Linked DNA regions of Mus musculus: region 2 is linked to region 1. Evidence: chromatin contacts called from public Hi-C data. All regions are on one chromosome and are shown on one strand. The core of a region is the stretch at or near the end of the contact, and the rest is flanking DNA. Distances in the headings are between cores, read along the strand shown. Region 1 overlaps Gm15411 (a long non-coding RNA gene). Region 2 overlaps Alox5ap (arachidonate 5-lipoxygenase activating protein).

What was found. Hi-C and Micro-C count contacts between places; a contact is called where the count stands out from the background.
Region 2: a contact with region 1 is called in a Hi-C map of cerebral cortex, with 1.6 times the contacts expected there. The contact joins two enhancer-like sites. A contact is called at or near these places in 7 of 39 promoter capture datasets (the C10 cell line, cranial neural crest, hippocampal neurons and 3 more), 1 of 15 datasets of contacts at CTCF or cohesin (large pre-B cells), 6 of 484 Hi-C or Micro-C datasets (the G1E-ER4 cell line, brown adipocytes, cerebral cortex and 2 more), 5 of 115 datasets of contacts at active chromatin or transcription factors (T-cell acute lymphoblastic leukemia, bone marrow-derived macrophages, double positive thymocytes and 2 more) and 1 of 9 other capture datasets (embryonic stem cells).

The regions. Positions count from the first base shown.
Region 1 is chr5:148,963,451-148,967,571 of GRCm38.p6, forward strand. The region is part of intron 4 of Gm15411 (a long non-coding RNA gene); the gene reads right to left. Among named protein-coding and RNA genes, the nearest start is that of Gm52833, 9.7 kb to the left of the region's middle. Within about 2 kb of position 2,386, at least 197 of the 459 cell types and tissues checked have an H3K27ac peak or open chromatin away from gene starts, as enhancers often do. A contact at or near this core is called in cerebral cortex and hippocampal neurons, where this site is marked.
Region 2 is chr5:149,286,042-149,290,162 of GRCm38.p6, forward strand. Alox5ap (arachidonate 5-lipoxygenase activating protein) reads left to right here. Exons shown (of 5, transcript NM_009663.2): 5 at 1,531-2,112. The coding sequence ends at 1,693. Among named protein-coding and RNA genes, the nearest start is that of Alox5ap, 23 kb to the left of the region's middle. Within about 2 kb of position 1,735, at least 40 of the 459 cell types and tissues checked have an H3K27ac peak or open chromatin away from gene starts, as enhancers often do. A contact at or near this core is called in cerebral cortex and hippocampal neurons, where this site is marked.

The DNA.
Region 1 (4,121 bases), core at 1,136-3,635:
TTACTGGGGATACCATTAACCGAAAGATGACAATGCATAGATCCCAATTAGGCCATCGGGTCCCTGTCACCCTGGATTCTCAAGAGAAAGGGTAACAAAACACATTGGAATAGAGAGATTCTTTTCCCCCAATTTGAGGCAGAGAATCATCTCATCCCTCTGGCTCTTCAGCCTCTAAGAACCAGCCCACCCCTTTCTAGAAAATTCCTTTATGATTAAGTTAGTCCATTTCAGTTGCATCCAAAAAAAGAACTCACTGTGAGCCAGAGACTGCTAACAATCTAACACAGGCTCTGTACAAGACCACGGGGCAAGCCTTTGGAGAGCCCAAGTCTCTTTTCTTCATTCCTATCTGTTTCTTGTTTTAGGGTTTTACTGCTGTGAACAGACACCATGACCGAGGCAAGTCTTATAAGGACAACATTTAACTGGGGCTGGCTTACAGGTTCAGAGGTTCAGTCCAGTATCATCAAGGCAGGAACATGGCATCATCCAGGCAGGCATGGTGAAGGAGGAGCTGAGAGTTCAACATCTTCATCTGAAGGCTGCTAGCAGAATACCAGGCAGCTAGGATGAGGGTCTTAAAGGCCACACCCACAGTGACACACCTACTCCAACAGGGCCACACCTTCTAATAGTGACACTCCTTGCACAAAGTATATGCAAACCGTCACACTTGTTGACAGCTAATCTGACTAACTTGCCACCGAGGTTTCATCAGTTTCCCACACAAACTGCTAAAGGGCTGGAGAGATGGCCCAGAAGTCAAGAGAGCTTGCTCTTCTAGAGGGCCTGCGTTTGGTTCCCAGTATGCACATTGAGTGACCTGAACCCACCTGGAACTCCAGCCCCAGAGGATCCCACACCCTCCTCTGGCTTCCAGAGGACCCACATGAATGGCATACACATGGAGAGACATGGGGTGATGATAAACTAAATCTTTAAAGAAAACAATGACAAAACACTATTGTGGTGGGTAGCCAGGCATGGTGACATAACTTCTGTAACCTTGGCGCCCAGGAGGCTGAGGCAGGGTGATTGATTACTGTGACTTTAAGGCCAGGCTGGGCTACATACATAGTCTGTCTCAAAACAGAAGCTAACCACAGCCTTCAAAGTAAAGAACTCTCCATTCACAAGGTTATACCCAATTTGCTACTAAATGATGGAGCTGAAGTTAGGTCTAACTCTGTCAGTCCAAAGCCAAGAGATAGAAAATAGACCCCATCCCCTCAGGAGTTACAGCCTGAGAGACACTGGGGGGCAGGCTACTTTTTCAGATGTACCTAAAGGCCTGGGAGGAAAGGGGAGTTGAGTAATAAGTGGGCACCAAAGGCAAGCCACCCTGCAGATGGCCCAGTCTCAGACCCCATGTGCTTACAAGATACAAACCAAGAATGAGGGCCACTGAGTGCTGAGGTGCAGAAAAGATGGAAGAGCAAGTAACAAGAAATTCACTTCTCTCTTCTTAGTGTCTTAGTGTCATACTACCTTGCTCTCAGAACTCAAGCTCGGCTCTGTCAAGCTCCGGTGAGGACAGCTCCTAGGGAAGGGGACTTACAACAGAGGGAATCTGGCAGGGGGAAAAAAAGACAGAGATAATGGAGATATATATAGGACAAATATAGACACTGCTTTAAGTTTTTGGTGTTTTTTTTCTCACCCTGATTGGCTAGTGTAAACCCCTCATTTACAACCCTGACAGAGCCCCGACGAATTTCTGTCGTTGAAACAGCTTTTTATAGTCGCAGCATCGAGATGTAGAATACATTTCCTCTCCTTTCCCAACATATCGCATTTCTTGGCAGAGATATGTAGCAGAAAGCACCAAAAATTTTTATAATGAGAACAAAATCGAGATTCCACCCATGAGCCTTCTCCTGAAGAGTACTTCTTCCTGTTAGCTAACCCGCTGCTTTAACTTCATCCTAGTGACTCACAAATTAAACTTTGATTTCGGAACCCTCCAGTCGTTTTACAGGATCCGTCTTCGCAGGACGGGCCGGTGACCTTAAAGGTTTCTAAGCAGTAAGATTGGCTGCTGTCCCTTCCCACTCGAATTCCAGAGAAAAGTTCCAGGATGGCCTTCCTGCTCTTCCATCTTGATTTAATTTATCTCCTCTCTTAAGATGTATGTCTTTGAAATGGTGCCTGTGTGTGTGTGTGTGTGCCCACGCTTGTGCGCGAGCACGCTCTAGCCTGTGTGCAAACGCTCAACTATTCCAAGTGGGGGAAAAAAATCATGTTTGGTAATCTCCTTTAGGGGTTAAAAAGAAAAAAAAAATCAAGTTCAAATCCAAAATACCACAAGATGCTACATGCCAGCCACACGAGGGGTCTTTGCTCAAGAGCCAGGAGGCCTCTCCAGCTGCCAGCTGAGTCACTATGCCGTTCTTTCTGCCCTGAAACCTCCTTCCCAGCTCAGTTCTGCTCGGTGACTAACTCCATCAGGAATATGACCCAGTTTGCTTGGCAGGATATGACTCTTTTTTTTTTTTTTCTTTTCTTTTTTAACTCGCTGCTCTCTCTGGTCACGATTCTCTCCCAGGCATTTAGCAACTCCCTCTTGGCACCCGTCTGGTGCCGAGCCGGATTGATAACTCTCTCCACAGCTGTTCCCTTACAGCCGGCCCTCCTCTTTCTGGTAAATCCATATTCCATTTGCTTTTCTGCAGCAGCCTGCTATCTCTAGGGTCTCCTTAAAATAGATAAACACTGCTCTCCAAGGGAAGTCTCGAGGCAAAACCCACAGCACATACCAGCCCTATAATCTGCTCCAGAAGGCGGGCAGATAAAAAGAAAGGCAACAGGAACCACCCACCCGTGCCGGCTTTTATCATTTACTAAGCACTTTTGACCCACATGGTCTTATTTAATATTCACAATAAGCCATAATGCAGGTATAAGGGCTATTTCCACCTTATAAAAAGGCCCCTAAAGAAGGAAAGAATTCGGTGCAGGAAGTAGGACCAGGACTGGGGCCTGTTCTTTTGAAAACAGCTATGTAAATTGTATTTGGTCAGACACACAAGGCCAAGAATTCAGCTGCAGGGCAGAGAGAGTGCTTTTCTAGCGAACACAAGACCCTGCATCCAATCCCCAGCACCTTGAGGGGGGAAAAGAATAGACAGAAGGCTCTTTGGTGCTCATTTTGGTGGATTCTGGCAGAGGGCATCTCCCATCTAATGCGTGGGACGAGACTGTTTGGAGTTTAAGAATCTCCCCAGTTTGAGACCGTTTCCTTGTACATAATGAGCTCATCCTGCAAAGAGCACCCAAGTCCAAATACCACATCTGTTTGTTTCCTATGCATAGCCTGAAATAAGTTTACACGGTATGTTCAGCATGCCTGAGTATTGACTGTGCCCTGTCCCCGTGTCATCAGGCTTGGAACTTTCCGCTTGTGGCCTCTCTCATACAAGCTCAAAAGGTTTCAGCATTTCCAATTTTGTGCTTTTTTCTTGTGTCCCATGCTATGTCTCTGCACCCAACAAAATAGGTACCACAGGTTCCCCCAAGGAAGACCTCTTCCCATTTAAACAAAAGCCCCCATTCCTTTAGGGGCTTGCAGAAAGTTCCTACTTGCTAGAAGGGGAATCACTCTCCTTATCTCTGGCAATAGGAATCTGTGGCCCTTCATTAACACATGACTATGGTTCTTATTGATGAATGCTACTAGTCTCTGAGGATCCCCAGCCCAGCTCACAAACCCCTTCCTCCCGGTCCCATCTAACCCTGCCAGTCTTCTTTCCCCTGTTGCTTCTCCTTGCTTTCCCAGGAGGTGGCCTCTGCAGTTTGGAATAAACTTCTCCCAATTTTCACCCACTGAATGACTATTTTGGTTTCTTTACTGCACCTATTTTCACTCGGGTCCCACATGCCAGATCTAGCTAGAGGCTTTGGGAAGCCAGGCCAGAACCTTTGGGCTGGAAAGGCAGCTCAGCTGTTTGCGCGGACCTTCGCGGCAGATGAAACCCACAATTCTCAGAAGCGTGTCTGTGCGTTCGTGGGTTTCAGCAGGAAAAGGTGGTTATAACGTTGAGAAAGGAAAGGCAAGAATTCTGCTTTAGAATTCTGAAGATATGGCTCAAGAGTGTAGGGTGGGTACTGATACATTTTGT
Region 2 (4,121 bases), core at 485-2,984, 320 kb after region 1:
GTCTGGACAGCATAGTCACTGTGGCATGTGCACACACACATCACCAGACAGCATTACAGAATTTTAAGAGAAAGAGACCTAGTGACCTACACCCTCTGATTGTACCCCACTTCCTAAAAGCCCGTTCAGCTATGAACTGATGAGGCCGGTGCCCTCGTGATCCCAATTATTTGTTAATAGTGCCACCAACTGGACACCCTTCAACATATGGGACTTTAGTGACATTTTCTACCCAAGTTGTTAGCCAGCTAGCAAGAGTGGGGCTTCTCGGCTTCCATTGTCCGTGTGTCACACAGGGAGCTTGTTGAATGCAGCGGGCTTCATCCTGCTTTGAGAAGGACTGGGGGATTGGGCTTCTGCTAGGCTCCCACCACACGCTGATGCTCTTAGTCTGCGGATGACAGAGTAGCGAGGAGGTTGGTACCCAACAGCTGAGCAAATACTTGCTTGCTATGAGAGTTGAGAGCCTCTGGGGTTCCTTTCAACTAGTTAAAATTTCTGGTAAGGCAATGTGGGACTGCAGGACGCTGGCTTTGGTGCCCTCTGTGACAGTTTGAAACAGCCTGTGTCAGCTGGAGCTCACCTGTCCCGCTGGTTTTGCTCTAAGCTCCAAATCAGGGCTGATTGCCCCATGCCATTGCTGGTTCATTACTGAAATCTTATCTTGACAAACCGTTTCACTGGCTATTCCAGACATGTCAGCGCCACTCAGATGGGCCCAGGCCCAGCAGCCAAGGGTCTTGCAGAGGGACAGAGGACATGGGTAGCCTTGGCACGCCATTAGACAGTCACTTCTCATGAGGAATCTCCTCCTATCTCCAAATGATGATGCTCTGTGTAAAATATTTAGGATGGAAAGGGGAGGGGAGAGAAAGGAGGGGAGAGGAGGGAAGGGAAGGGGAGAGGAGGAGAGGGGACGGAAGGGGAGGGGAGGGGATGAGAAAGGGAGATTAAAACTTCTTTCACTCCTCTGGGATGTGTTTCCATCGCTGGGTACTTGTCTCTCATTAGGGCCAACCTGACTTCTTCCCAGGCAACCTCAGGAGGGAAAGGTTGAACCCTCGAGGGCGGAAGCACCTTCACCGGTGTATTTAAACCATCTCCTGAGCACAATGTTCATTACACCCCAGCCTCCAGTGAGAGCCTTAGAGGCGCTCCTGACAGGGAACACCCTGTAGAGGGCTTAATGAGTCCACGGTGCTCCCGAGCCTCAGTCCGACTCTCTGAGCGCAGTTAGGCCTTGCCAGCCTTCTGTCACCTGGAGTTAAGGACAAAAAGAGAACTCAGGGAAGCCAGAGCCACTGAGCCCAAAGGATGGCAGGCTGGAAGGCGGGCTCCTTCACCTGGCTTTGAAGCATGCGCAGTGCTTAATTACAGGAGGGTCGTGCCCATCCTTGCTATGAAGTAAGTGGGTAAATAGAGCGAGTAAACGCGGAATAATTTAACGCCCCGTGTCTGGAAGTGGCGGCGTCACTGGGTGAACTGGGTGTCGTTTGTGATGCATCTACGGCCCCCTCCCTTCTCTCGCAGCACCCCTGGCTACATCTTCGGCAAGCGGATCATCCTGTTCCTGTTCCTCATGTCCTTCGCCGGGATACTCAACCATTACCTCATCTTCTTCTTCGGAAGCGACTTTGAGAACTACATCAGAACGGTAAGCACGACGATCTCCCCGCTGCTTCTCATCCCCTGATTGCTGGAGACAGAGAAGGACGCTCACCAGATCAATAGAGACGCATCATAACGCAACGCCGCGAAGGCTTCTGCTCCTCTTCAAGCTGTAGATGCTGTCAATCTTGCTGCCCTCGGGGCTCTGTGGCATCCGTTAACTTTGCTTTTCCGGGAAGAAAAATGTCTTGTGCTAGCTCCACCCCTCGAATGCGGCGGTGGCCCAGGATTTATTGTCTACATCCAGCCTATACTTCTCCTGGCTTATCCTGCTTTCTGAAGATGTCTTGTAATCAGACACGTGTTTTCCTAAAATAAAGGGTATAGACAAAATTTAAGCCCATGGCTCAGATTGGGGTGATATTTCTGTATTAGCTATTAGTGTTTCTTCAACCTACATGATGATAATTAAAATCACAATTTCCATATATGGACGCTAACGTCTTCAAGAGTCTTTTATTGACTGAGTACCTTCCCCGTCCCATATTTGGATTAGGTTGGGATCTTAATTCACTAGGATCATGCCCAATATTACTGCATCATGCAGCTTACAATGTGCTCTAAGAGTTGAAGATAATGCCAGGCCACCAAACAAACATGACAAAATGGATTCACAGGTCACTTGCTGGCTATAGTCAATGAACAGATTTCTAATGCTGTCAGCTAGGTGTCTTTGGGACAAAGAGGGAATCTTGGAAGACATGGGTGTAGTCAAATGTCCAAGGCAGCTAACAGGAAAGGTGTTCTTTTGGGGCCATGCACAGTGAGCTCAGTTTGATTTTCCTTATATAACTTAATTTTGGGGGGATAGTATATTAGAGTTCTCTTGAAGGGGCAGCACTGATTTTATATGTATATATATATATATATATATACACACACACACACATATATATATATATAATGCACATGCACACACATCTATAAATTATATATATATATAATTTAGTACTAAATATATATCATATTTAAATTTATTATTTTATATACACATTTTATTTCAATATGTAAATATATAATATATTTATATGATATATAAATATATTTATTACTATATGTTATATATTTTCTATAACATGTATTTATTTTATAAATTTATTTCATAAATATAAATATATTTATAAGATATATATGTGTGTATATATATACATGCATATATATATATATATCATATATATGCCATATATATAGTTGGTGAGCTTACTAAATTGTATCTGGTGGCTGTCTCACATTGGAATTTGTAGTCGCTCAGTCCAGAAGGCTGGATGTCTCAGCAGCCCCAAGCTGGTGCTGAAGGCCTGGAGAATTCCTGGAGAGTTGCTGGTCTTCAGTCTACATTGGAATCCCAAAGAAGCCAGTTCTACTACCAAAAGGGATGCCACAGCCATGAGATAGATGAGCTTGTCAGCATGAGTGAGAGCAAGCAGGCAAAAGGCAAAAGCTTCTGTTTTCCATGTCCTTGTATGTGGGTCTTCCCACCACAAATGACCCAATCAGGAAAATCCCTCACAGGAGAGCCTGGTGGCTTGGTTGGTTCCAGAACCAACCAATAACCAAGTTAGTTTGTCTACAAATGGGTCTTTGTGAGCCTTTCATACATATACATTGCCATGCCTGGTTTTTATCCTGACCTCCATTCTCTGTCATTTCTTTGTCCTTCTTGCTGATTTTCTTTGTCCCCAAAAGTCTCCCTTTGCATTCTTGTCACATAGATCTCCTTGTCCCTCTTGTCTATCCTTCCTTTCTACCTCCTCCCTCTCACAATTGCATATCTATTTTCTCGTTGCACACACACATGCATACACACACTGACAGACACATAGACACATACATGCACACACAGAGATACACACATACATGCACACATGCACATGTGTGTTCACAGACACACACATAGATGGCACACAGACATGTGCACACACAGAGACAAACACACACACAGACTCACGCGCACACACACAACCCAGATACACACACACAGACATATGTGCACATGCATGTGCACAGACACACACAGACATATACACCCAGACACATACATGTGTGCATTATGTGCACACACAAACACACACATACACATATACACATGTGCACATGCACACACACACAGGCACATACAGAGACATGCACACACACAGACCCCCCCACATGCACACACACACACAGACATATGTATGTGTGCACACATGCACACACATCTATAACCGTTTATCGGAGAAAACACATGCTATTGTCTTCCTGATTTGGCTTATGTTACTCTAGTTGAATCCTTGTTCCTGCAAATGTGACAGTTTCATCCTTGTAAACTGTAATGAAATCTCATGTGTATATAAACTACATTTCCTCTATCCACTCATATTCTGGCTGTATGTCTTAGGCATTGTAACTGTCACATCAATAAACATGGGTCTGCAAGTATTCTGCAAGCATTCTGAATGACTCAGGGTCATTCA